Regions from separate parts of the Mus musculus genome. Here region 2 is linked to region 1. A link is a contact called in public Hi-C data. All regions are on one chromosome and are shown on one strand. Each heading gives the region's core, a stretch centred on a gene start, on an enhancer-like site or on the middle of the called end of the contact. The rest is flanking DNA. Distances are from core to core; before and after follow the strand shown.

Region 1 (6,424 bases), core at 961-3,460:
CATGTTGGTGGAAGTACTCAACTCAGGCAGTCAGCATGATTTCAGTTGACAGAGGTTGGCACACATGATTATTACAGGGGAAGAAAACTGGTGTGAGTGGTGAGTTATATAGAAAAATTCTGATGTGTTCAGATATGTAACAGTCAATGCTAAGTTGTAGGAGACAAGAACACTGGGTTAAGGTGTAAAAGAAGAGACTTAACATTGATGGTCTAGAAAATTCAGTGGGTGGAAAATGAGGCTTTGAGATTTTTTTTTTTTTTCAGAATTTAACATTAGAAAGCCAGAGATGGGGTCAGATCCCCTGAAAGGAGTCATGGATGGTTGTGACCCATATGTGACTTCTGGGATCCGAACCCAGGTACTCTGAAAAGCAACACATGCTCTTAACTGCTGTCATCTCACCAGCTCCCTCACAGTGTTTAAGTAGGCTGAGGCAGAAGTCTTCTGGAGGTTCGTGGGAGTAGTCCAGGTGACTAATGGAGGATAAACTCATACCACAGAAAGACGATGACGACGAGCTCACGGCTTGGAATCTTGTAGAGTAATTTTCACCATCTTGGGAGCCAGAAGCTACTGAGGTACACAGGTGAAAGACATGATGCCTGGGACTGTCTATGTGTGTTTGCAAAAAGAATTATACCACATCTACCCTCTGCTTTCACCTTGATGGTATTTCCTTAGCAGTTAACAGCTACCAAGGAGTGTACTAATAGTGAACAAAGAGGCATTATATGGAGTAAAATTTTCTGAGATCTTAAGCTAGACCACCAACTAGCCCCAAAGGTAGACAATTGTCTGTGGCACAGAAGGACAAACCCAGGCATGGAATGGGAAACAGCTGCTCTTTGTTAAAAGAGTTTGTACTTTTCCTCAGGATCAGCCACCAGTAAGAGCCCTATATATGGCATTGAGAGGTCTTTCTTATCTCCTTCACTCTGGGCCTTTTTGGCTGAGTGAGGTATGTACTGGTAGTCTGCTGGGAAATTCCCCCATAATTGCAGTCAGAGCTCCTATTGCACACGCAGAGCTTGTCCCTTTGGGCTTCTAGGGCAGAGCTGTTGATACTCAAACAAAGCTGTTAGCTTGCCCATTGCCCAAGTCCATAGTGTTCTGCCTCTCCTCTGAGAATGATTTCCTAATCTTTTGATGACACCACAGAAGCACCTCAGGTCAGGAACAAGTGGATAAACATTGAGGCAGCTGAGCAAGCACTAGAATGCTGGCTCCTTCACTTGGTACCTGTGTGATTTTTGCCAAGTCACCTAACCTCTCTGGTGCTTTAGAAAAGCAGGGATGTTGTTGTCCTGTGATTCTGTGAAAGAACAACTGCATGCTATCTGTTTTGACCACTGCACTTTGGAAGATCTCAGATGTTTGTCTCTTAAGGACTAGGGGACCTTATTCACCCTGCTTTTTATTGGATCTGAACTTGAAGACACAAAGCACCTCCAGGATGTGCTGCTACAAGAAGTGCTGGCTTGTAGGAGCATGCCAACTGAGCAGTCTGTGGAAAGGTTGGTTCTGAGGAGTGAGTGCTGAGACTGCAGCGGGAATCACTCCTTACCACAGCAGCTCCGGGAACTTCAGGAGATGAAGGCCTCATGTGCTCTATTTTCTCCCAAGAAACAAAGCCACCGAGTAGTGTGCCCCCTGGGAGGCATTATCACCCACCCACCACACTCACAGTGTTTATTTCAGTTCTCCAGCTCGCTGGCTTGGGTTTCAGGATAAGCCTCGTGCGAGCACACAGCTCATTGTGTCCGTTCTATTAACGGTAAGCTGAGGCGAAATGGAGTGCTTTTTGAAACCAGGCTACTTTAGCATTTACATGGTTTATAAAGAGGCAGAGATTTGGGGGAAAAGGAAGCAAATATTTTGACTACTGTGGTTAAACAGTCTTTTTTGTTGACATGTTAAGATAATCAGGTGTTGTGTTTTGCCACTTGTTTGGTTACTTAATAAAGCACTCTTTCTCATGGTCATGCCATAGACAGTTAAATTCTCCAAGGAAGCCCATTGATACCAGGATGGGAAAAGCCAGTGTTGGAGACAAGGGGTAAAAACCCCTGGAAAGCTGTGTTTATAGGATTTTGGTCTTGGCGGATGCTTTTAGCTCAGGTTTTAAGGACAGCTGGAGGAGCAGGGTTACAGGACTATGTGAGGCACTCGGGCAAAGACGGCTACTGCCAATTAAGGCCCTTATGGTGCAATCTGAGCTTTGAAAAATGTGGTCTTTGAAATCTGGTGTTCCAATTGTGAGCATTCTTCATTGACTTTGCTGAGGGAGTTTGAGTGGAGCAAATCCTTTCATTGCTCATGTGAAGCTTGCACAGAGTGGGCCACTGGAAGCTGTGTACTGGTACTGGGGGTATTTGCAAAGACCTCTTTTATTTGCTCTGTTGGCCCTGTAGAGATCGACTCCAAGGCCTTGCCCGTTTTAAGCAAGCTCTCAGCTACATCTCCAGTGCAGGGAGGACCACCACAGGACACGTAGCTGGTAAACTCCTAGCTGAGAAGTTTCCAGCGAATGATGTGGTGTACTGATGGGCGGAAATGAAGTGTGGGATGTCCGCTCCATCCTAAGCAGCATTTGTACTTGGCCCGTGAGATTAATGTGCAGTAAGTGGCCAGACGGTAGCCTTGAGCATGTTTAATTTTGTGCTGTAGTTATTTATGGGTTTCCTTCAAGGGAGAAGCGGGGCCATTGGGTGTTTAAAGAGTGTCAGTGAGGCTCCACGGTGAAGCGCTGAGATGATGTAGCATTGCATTGACATTGGCTGCTTGGGGAGGCTTGGGGCAAGAGGAATGTTTTGAAAGAGTTTCATTGAAGAGAGTATAAAAACGACCTTCTTCCATGTTTCTGGTTTGTATGCTAATCCTTAGTAGTGAAAGACTGTGATATTTTAAAAACAGAAACTGGTGTACAGTAGTTTTTTCTTCTTATTTATTCTTCTCTTATACATCCTATCCTGCAAACTTGCAGCTTCATCCTCCCCCATTCCTGTCAGTTCACTACCACCACCACCACCCCACCTCCTCTGGATCCACTGCTCCTCGATTTCCTTCAGGAAAGAACAGGTCTCCTACTGATAGCAGCTGAATGTGGCATAACAGGAGGCAACAAGACTAGACACAAGTCCTCATGTCGAGGCTGGATGAAGCAACCCAGGAGGAAAAGGGTCGCAAGAGCAGGCAAAAGAGTCAAGAGACACCCCCAGTGCCACTGTTAGGAGCCCCACAAAATCCCAAACCTACACAAACCAGCACAGACCCATGCAGGCTCCGTGATTGTTGCTTCAGCCTCGTACAGGAAAGTTTTAACTATTGATTTGTATACTTCTAGCTATATGTGTTGGCATCTGAAGTACTCATGATATGTCTGAATATGGTTATGTTGCACATGGGTTGCAAGTAGCTGTGGAGGCCAGAGGTGTGAGATCTCTCTTTGAGCTGAAACTATGAGTAGTGGTCGGGAGCTGCCCAGTACGTGCCAGGGGTTGAACTCAGGTGCTCTTCAAGATCAGCCCAAGCTTATAACTTTGACGCCATTTCTCCAACCTCTTAAAACTTTGTTTTGAGCAAATAATTCACAAATCGGGCAGTTGCTCACCTGAAATGGCTCAGAAGTTCCACTGAGGAAATGTGAAAGAGGAGATTTTATTGGATCAGCATAGAAAGAAAGCCACGGGGCGGGGGAGGGGGGGAGCTTATCACAAACGCATAGTTATTGTTGTCTACTTCTGATTCATTGAGTTTAAGTGCTTGTTTTCCTTTGACTTAGGCATTCATAAAATATAGCTCAAGTTTTGCTAATGTTTGCAAAGTAAGCAAATGATAAGTCACTTATCACTTAATAAAGCAACTTATTGGTGTTGTCTGCTTAGATTCTTTAGGCTGCGCGCTGCCCTTTTAGACAGTATTTAAAAGGCTGATGGTATGGAGTAGGATGCCTCAGAAGGCATGCCTTCCAGTCAGTCACTGGACTAGAAGGGTGTGATGAGTGATGGCCTACACCCCATGGTACACTTGTGGCTTGACTAAGAATCTGGCATCGTCACCCTTTGCTGAGGAAGCAGTTAATTATCATCCGCACCATTGGGGTTTCTGAGTTGTTTTATTTCATCCATCTGTATAACATATGTCTGCTGTGGACCAGAGGTCATGTAGCGTCAGGTTTTCTCATGCTGCATGCATTTTAAGTGTTATAAAACCTTAGAAGCAAGGCTCTTATAGTAGAATTTCAGGTAGTACTTTTAATTTTAGAGTTTGTAAAGATGTTTTCACTCTGTCCCTAAAATCAAGGTAAATATAGCAGATGAAAGAACGGGGAGATCCTGGGTGGTGTTGTGTTTGCCACTCAGAAGCAACTAGAACTTGATAGTGAATGAAAAAATTCAACAAAGCCTAGGGAAGGAGGGTGCTGACAGAGTGATCAGAGAGAACAAAGGGAATTCTTTGTTTTTTCTTTATCTATTTCATTTTAATGTATAAAGTGTTTTGCTTATATGTACGTATATCTCAGTGGTCACTAAAGGGTCCAGATCCCCTGGAACTAGAGTTACAGATAGTTGTGAACGGTCATGTGGGTGCATGCAACCAATCCTGGTCCACTGGAAGAACAGCCAGTGCTCTTAATAGCTGAACCACTTCTTCAGCTCCTGCATTCTTATTTTTGAGAGAGGGACTCACTGTATATTCCAGCATGGGTTTGATCTTGACACTGTATTATCTTGGCCTTCTGAGTATAGACATGTGCTATCTGACTGGAAATAGACCTTTTTAAAGGAGGAATTATAAAATTTGTCTTATGAATTAAGAAACTAATTGAAACTAAATTATAAATAGAAATATTTAGAAGGAAGACATAGAAAGACTTTTTAAAAATCAATTATAGAATCCAGCTGCTTGAAACTCTAAACCTGGTGGACCCAAGAGGTGGAGTCCTGCACCCCATGACAGGGACATACGACTTCTGTGCCATAGTCCTGAGGAAATAGGAAACGTGGGGAAAGAACACAAAAGAATTCATAGTCTTTCTTGTTTACTTTATCCCCACTTAAATGCTCTACTTAATAATTTCTTCAGGAGAACATTTCTTTAAATGTGTACTCTTAGGCCTTTATTTGAAATCTAGGCTCCCAAACTCTCTTCTTGTCTGGAGTCTGCTGTCCTGGGTTTCTGTGGAGATAACAGGCTGACTTGCCTCCTGAAGGCATTCTTCCCTGACAGACTGCTTTGCTCTGCTCTGTGTAAACAGTCCTGCCTGCCGGCTAGTGGTCTGTATTTATGAGCCCCACCGAAAGCACTGCAAGCTGCAGAGTGACCGTGAATAGCAAACTTAATTTGGCTTAATGTGTTTTGGCTTGCTTGACCTCACCAGAATAAAAATGTGCCTACTTAAATTATTGTATTGGAAGTTAAAAAAAAAAAATCTAGACATTCTTAATTCACTGGAAGAATCTTGGGACCACTTTAGCAGAGCTTTAAGTCCCTGCTTAATGTCATGTCGTCCTGAGAAATGTTTAGCGTAGCATTTTAATCACAGATAAGGTTACTGTGGATTCTGAAATTTAACTTTGAATTGCTATTTTTCTCTTGTTACTTTTTTTTTTCTAGACAACTGGCTGGTAACGACCTTTCTTTTATCCACCCAAAAGCCTTGTCTGGGTTGAAAGAACTCAAAGTCCTGTAAGTAATGCAGTTTTAGAACTTCACAGCTGGCTGGGTATTTTCTTTCTGCATAGTCAACATACTTGGAGCTAGGTTAAGCACAGTTTCTTTTCGTTGAGGATTAAAAGATTTAAGGCATGGCCAGTGGGTAGGGGAGCAGACTAGAGGTTGGTCTAGATAACGAAGGTTAGAAATCTACATAGTAAATATTCAGAGCTCCACGGCATCGCAGAGCTGCCATGCTGCTGATGTATTGAATGGAAACCATATTTAAGCTTCATTGGTAGAGTTTCATTTCTACTTACTTTATAGCTACAAGGGTTTTCAATTAGCCAACTCTAAAGGGAGAGATCTTTAAAAGTGCTTTACATGTTAAAAGTATGTGAGAGCTGAAGATATTGAATCACATCCATGGTTTATAAAGATATTTATAAAGATGGTCAGAGATCAGAAGAGAAATTGCTGGCCATGCAGGAGCTTGGAGGGTGACAGACTGACGGTCATGTGGGTTGACAGCCACCGTTGCACCTACTTTAGTCACTACTGCTCTGGGCACAGCCACAAGGCCCCTGGTTCAGAGTGTTTATGTGGTCCTGCTACTTCTTCTGTTCTGTGCTTACGATTCAAGTCAAAGAGTTATTAACAGGGCAAGAGTGGCTGTAGGAAAAAATGGAAAAGATTTTGTTTTTCACAGAGCTGTCTGCCTTTGTTCTTCAGGTCTCAGCTCTCCCCTGACTGAGACGTAATGATG
Region 2 (6,323 bases), core at 191-2,690, 330 kb after region 1:
ATCTACTTGAAGATAGCTAAGGCACTAGATCTTAAATGTTCTTAGAAGAAAAAGTAGATATGATAGGTAGTAGAGAGATTAATTTAACAATTTCAGTATATATATATAGAAAACAAAATATGCAGGACAATAACAAACACAAGAAAACACACACACACACACACACACACACACACACACACACACACACACACACACACACAAGCATAATTTGTAGTATAACCAGTAACTTAGCTAAGATAAGTAAACTAGTGTTTCTTGGGATTAAAAAGCCTACTTTTCAAGAACTTGGTCCTTTCTACATTAACTCATTTAAGTCTTTAACTTGATTTCATATGTGTCTTTGAGTTTCTCTTCTGATATTAGTGCTGTGAATTTCAGAAGGAGAAAATGAGCCCAGTGGTTCCTGATCTAAAAGAGGAACACAAATATGTAAAGTCTGCCATAGGCCTCATAGCAGCACAGCTGTCACAGCTACCACACCATCCAAGGGCTTCAACCAGGAAAACAGAGGGGATGTTCTCAGTAGTCACGGGGACATAAGTGAAGAGTAAGGCCATCCAGAATAGCCTAAGGATTCTGCTGGGACAATGGTAGAGGTAGTTCTGCCAAAAGGCCAGTGTAAGCCCCTCACAACCCCAAAGACCTCCAACTGCTAGGTTGCACTCACAGAACACAGCCCTAATGGCTGGACCAAGCCTCAATCCTATAGAGTAAAAAGCCCAAGCTCAAGATTTGAAATTCCACCAATCTCTTGATTTGCCCTAAGCTCTCAACTTGAAATCTCACCAATCCCTTTCCTGGAAATACCCGCACCCAGGAAACCCTATATAAACTGTCTTTTGCTCTATTCTCTTGCCCAAGCAGAGGCAGCCACCCTCCTGGGTTCTTTTCTCCCAATAAGTCTTTTGTATGAGGTTCGGTGTGTGGTATGATTTTGTGGTATTTCTTGGCTCCCCATTGATAGGATACTTTACCCTTCAGAGTTGTAATTCTTTGGGGAAACCTTCCTCAGCTGGAGCAGAGCTGTAACACTTTGGAAAACCTTTTACCACCTGGCCTGGAGCAGAACTATAACCAGGGAAGCCTTAGAGCTGTAACACTTACCAGAAACACCTTTGAGTCTTTCCAATAATAATTACTTTGTGATCAATAACTGTTAGTAGTTATTTTTGAGAATTAAAACTTAATAAGCAAGTTCTGAAATTTTAGTCATTTAACTTTGAAGAATTTTGTGAGAAAAAACCCCCCAGCAACCTGCTAATGAACAAAATGTATTGATATTATGGTTAAAATAGGCAATTTGATGTTTAAAATAGTGTTTCTATATGCAGAAATGTTTGTCTAGGTCATCTGTCAGTGGACTAGGACTTCCACAAGGGCCTTGTGCAGATTTGGCACTGTTCTTACATTAAGCACTCGCAACCAGTAACATGGACCTTGTTCTTCAGCAGGATTCCATCACACCATGACAGAAAGGCTGGTTTAATCTGTTGGACCAAAGGACCTGGCCCAGAGTCTACATCACCTCTCTACTCTAGGTAATGTTATAGAATACAGTACAAGATACACTAGGTTTCTAAAGACTTGTGTATGCTTCTCTGGTCTGTGAGAATTCATTCCCTTTCTTCTGTCCACAGAAGTGCTACACCTTTAGTAGATGTGTGTAAGTTGATAGTCAAGGCCAATCTATATTTATGTGTTATTTAGATAGATGAAGTTAGAGAAATATGGACTCATTTGAATTTCTTAGTGTGTGATGGAAACTGGAATGTGAAGAGATGTGGAAGAATCTAGGATTTCAGGCTTCAGTCTGAGGACTGGGATCTAAAGAATGGTTCCTTCACTACTCTGACAAATTTTGGTCTAGAACATAAAGAATCTTGGAATAAAGGCTATAATGAAGGTACTTTTCAACTTTAAAGGACGGAACATATTTACTAGTCATGTTATATAAACAATGCCATACTAGTAAATGCTTAACTAGAGTCTCTTGGAAAACAAACATGAAAGCAAACATTCACTCCACTGTAGTGTTTGCTGTTTATTGTGATCAAAGATCAAAATGAAGCTAGGCTGACTTATTTTAGTCTACTAACATAATGTTAAATGGAAATTTGGGAAGACTGGTGTATAATTAGTTTTCTCAAACATGTAAGAATTGACTCCAGAGCATTAATGTTTAAATTGTAAGCTTTTGTCCATATGGTATAATGACCTTAATCAGTACTCCTATCATGAGCTCCTAATGCTCCGCCTTAGTGCATAGAAAATACCAGCACACAGCACGCTCTTTTAAACACCTCTCATATAAAAGGTCTGTTAATCATGTGACTCTAGGCACATCATCAATCTACAAATTAATCTGTACTTCACATCTTGCTTGACTAAAGGAGAGAAAGCATTTGAAGAAATCTAGCACAATTCTTGGCACTTTATTTACAACCAATAAATGTTGCTGAAAGAATGAATCATAGGCATCAAGTAAATTTTAATTTTTTTTATTATCATCTTTGGGGAAAATTCAAGCTTTTTAGTTTAAGCTGTTCATAGATGTCTGCAATTTTCTGCATTTGCCTTTAAATCAGAGCCTTTTCTTAGAGAACGCCAGTGGTAGACATCTCATTTTCATGAAGTCCCCAAGGGAGCAAGGCTCACACTGCGTTACTCTTTTTAGAAAGATTGGTAAAATTCCACTTGGCTACATGTCTGTTATCTGAGTCCAGGGAAGGAAAGTTTGTTTTTAGGCTCTGACTTTGTTCTCAGCTGTATTTTGTTTCCCAAGACAGTAACAGAAAAAGGGCTCTGAATTAAAACTTGAGATTTAGTTATTCCGTATGTTGCCCTCTGTGAGGAATGTTTTAAGTTTCGAAAATGAGTGTGTACAAAACAAGGAAGTGCAGAAGATTCAGTGGTGCTCTCAGAAATTTGTCTAATTCCATAAAACCTTCTTTGTGAGAAGTAATTTCTAGGTGTAATTTCTAGCCCATTGGTTGATGAGTTATATAAGCACTGCTGTTTTCTTTGTCTTTTATAGCTGCAGGTATCCAGATTTCAGAGAGGGTTTTTCCTCCTAAATTATTATGTTTCATGGCTGCTTTTCCAACCTTATATGAACAGCTTCTTCATGCTTGATACTTTACCTGACACATAGGAGAATGAATGGCTTCTAAACATGTCAAAGCTCTTGTCTGCGAGTCTTACTTTGCTAGTAAAAACTAGTAATTTCTCCAAAAGAACTTCAAAAAAGGAGAACCCATGATGAGAAAAATAAACATCTTGAAAACTCATTTGGATAGATGGCTGAATGGAAAAGCAGATTTGTAAATATGAACATCATTTTGAAGCAGTCGGGGGAAATCATCGGCAGGTTCACAAATATGATTTGTGACTTGGAAAAGCTTAAGATATTTTCTGATTCAATGATCTGATCTTATAAATGATGAACATGGGATGCTTGCAAGCTAGCATAAAACCAGACGCCATAAGGGAACAATCTAGACATTTCTATTTTTAATATGAGTTAGAATAGGTTGGATATGGTGATAACAGTAATACTGAAACAGCTTAGGGGCTTACCATAGTGAGGGCATTGTTCACATAAGCCTCATTCCCAACACAGGAATCCTGGAGAACCTGCATGATACCCAAGGTTGATGAAATCTCAGTACTTGTGACAGAGCTTGGAAAGCAAGCATGGACAATTATGCATGACGTTTATAGACTCACACTTGCAAGTGACCCATTATAGATCCATTCTCAGTTAATCATGCTTTTCTTGAAGGAGATTAAGACTCTTGTGTTTTTAGAAGGAGAAAAGCTGGAATATTTTTAAATGGTCCAAATATTTGAAAGCCCTTATTAATCATATAATCATAAACAGACTTCAAATGTATTAAGTCATAGATAGGAAGAGCAAACGTGGAACACATTGAGATATAGTAAATTTTACCTTAAAAATAAGATGCTTTGATCATTTGAAAGATTTAGCGGGTCAAAGTGTAGTCACCAACTTACCATGGATACTCACCCCATTAGTACATTTGTAACACAACCCCTACATATAAGGCTCAGGAAGCATTGTGCAAGGGGGCTCAGAAGGATTGTAAAGGAACATCTTATTTCTTCTAAAGACAACATAAAGTGTGGGGGGAAGTAGGGGGGCAGAGGTAGATTTGGGGGAGTTGGGTGGTTGATTATAATCATTATACCTTGTATGAAATTCTCAAACAATAAACTATTGAATTATTTTTAAAGATATACTGATGATTTGGTTAGATAATTTGATTATGGAAAATACATTATGGAATCATGACTGAGTAGTCAAAAATATTTCTCCCATCCTGGAGACCACATTGTTACCTGGCTGAATTAGTAAGAACCATGTTGTTATAGAATATTTATATATCTAAAGAAAGGCCTAGTTGGGATATAAAAAAAACATTGACATAATTATAAATGAGTTGGAGGAATATAACAGCATTTTTTCTGCACTAGTACAAGAACCTGGCAGTACAGGTAGAAGCATTTTTCTTTACAGGACAGATCCAATGGCTGTTTCTTTTGACTAAATCATTAGAGAGTCCAAATCCAACTTGGATTTGATGGGGAAATCAAAGGGAAAAGTGAGCTCACCAGCTTGCTAGGACTATTTGACATTTATACATGAGTATTCTTACCACAATTGAATAAACTTTTCTCAACTTTATATACTTCTAATTATATATTGTAAGGCAACCCCAGTAAATGTCATCAACTCCAGGAAACTGGCATTTTCTGTTCTTCAAATAGACTGTCCATGATTGTGGTAAATTCACCCAGCAAAGGTTACTGAACAAGTCCTTCCATTCATCAGCTTGGGGAATTTCTCTTGGTAACCTTTGACCTCTAACACCCTGCCAAAGATCTTTTATTGCTTGCTTTCTCCATTGGTGTAGTTAAATTTAAAAATCAGAAGTCCACTCCTGAATGCGTTCTTGACTATACAGATAGCTCAAAAAGTATACCCTGAAATGTATAATAAATAAATAATCAATATAATAATCAATAAATGGGTAAGTGAACTGATCAGGTTTCTGAAGAAGAAATACAAATATATAATAGAGACAAGAAAAATCTTCAATATTCATAAACATCAGAAAAATGAAAATTAAAACTGCATTGAGATTCCATTTTATCTTGATTCCAATGGCTATTATAAAGAAAACAAATTCTATTGAGTATGTAGAGAAAGAAGAATCTTTATATACTGGTGTTGGCAATGCAGCTTGAGTGGCCACTATAGAAATCAATATGAATATTGAAGCAACAACACAAAATAAACAAAGAAACACCAATCCAAAGTAGTCCTACTACTCTATGATAAAGCTCTATCACTTTTGAGTACCTACCTGAAGGAATCTACCAGGAATCTGTATCAAATGTGGACACTTGTGTACTCATGTCCATTGCAATAGTATACATGAGAGCCAAGCTTTTGGGAATATTCTAGACAACCATCACCAAGTGTATATATATATATAAAATTTGTGATGCCCCCCAACATGCCCACGTGCTCACAGGCGTGTGTACACACACACACACACACACACACACACACACACACACACCCCATATAGTTTATTTATTGATAAGAAAGAATGAAATTATGTCATCTACAGAGAACTGAATAGGACTGGAAATTGCATACTAAAAGAAATGAGCCATAGACTTGAGTACTTGAGTACTAAAACACAGTACTCAAATACTGCATTCCTCTCTCCTATATGGACTCTAGATTATGTATGATACTATATACATATAAAAATAGACAAAAACTGAGTAAGGAAGGGCAGGTTTGTAAGTGAAGGAGGAGACAATAAAAGAGGATAATCTGAAGAAAAAGACAAACGTGTACTGACATTTGTGGAACTTAGATTTAAAGTTGAGCTGAGAGGAGAAGGAAGATTATTTTGTGAGAGGAGGAGAATGCACCAAGTGAGGATAGTGAAGGGTGACTATGAGCAAATCATAATGACAAGTATATGAAAAATGCCATCAAGAACTCATCATTTTATATGCTCAGTAAACAGAACAGATAAGGGAAGGTTTGGTCTGTCCTTAAGATGGTTTCAAATACAATCATCCTCCAGAGAAGCAGGATTTTCTCTTTCCTGGTTTTTGAACATTTATTTGGGACACATATTTTAATCAGTAGTTTATTTTTTCATGTTTAATTTTCATAAAACCCAGAGGTTAATGCTATTACTTAAATAGCATCAAGGAACCTAAAATTTAGAGCTGTTGAGTAATTTGCTCAAATTCTCAAAGCTAGTAATAAATAG

Evidence for each region. Hi-C and Micro-C count contacts between places; a contact is called where the count stands out from the background.
Region 2: a Hi-C map of liver shows a contact between it and region 1, with 2.4 times the contacts expected there. The contact joins two enhancer-like sites. A contact is called at or near these places in 2 of 39 promoter capture datasets (liver and neural stem cells), 1 of 484 Hi-C or Micro-C datasets (liver) and 1 of 115 datasets of contacts at active chromatin or transcription factors (hepatocytes).

The regions. Positions count from the first base shown.
Region 1 is chr2:109,984,086-109,990,509 of GRCm38.p6, forward strand. Lgr4 (leucine-rich repeat-containing G protein-coupled receptor 4) reads left to right here. Exons shown (of 18, transcript NM_172671.2): 3 at 5,620-5,691. Among named protein-coding and RNA genes, the nearest start is that of Ccdc34, 31 kb to the right of the region's middle. Within about 2 kb of position 2,211, at least 38 of the 459 cell types and tissues checked have an H3K27ac peak or open chromatin away from gene starts, as enhancers often do. A contact at or near this core is called in hepatocytes and liver, where this site is marked.
Region 2 is chr2:110,317,456-110,323,778 of GRCm38.p6, forward strand. It overlaps Gm30319 (a long non-coding RNA gene), which reads left to right. Exons shown (of 5, transcript XR_003953886.1): 2 at 1,455-1,541. Among named protein-coding and RNA genes, the nearest start is that of Bbox1, 15 kb to the left of the region's middle. Within about 2 kb of position 1,441, at least 4 of the 459 cell types and tissues checked have an H3K27ac peak or open chromatin away from gene starts, as enhancers often do. A contact at or near this core is called in hepatocytes and liver, where this site is marked.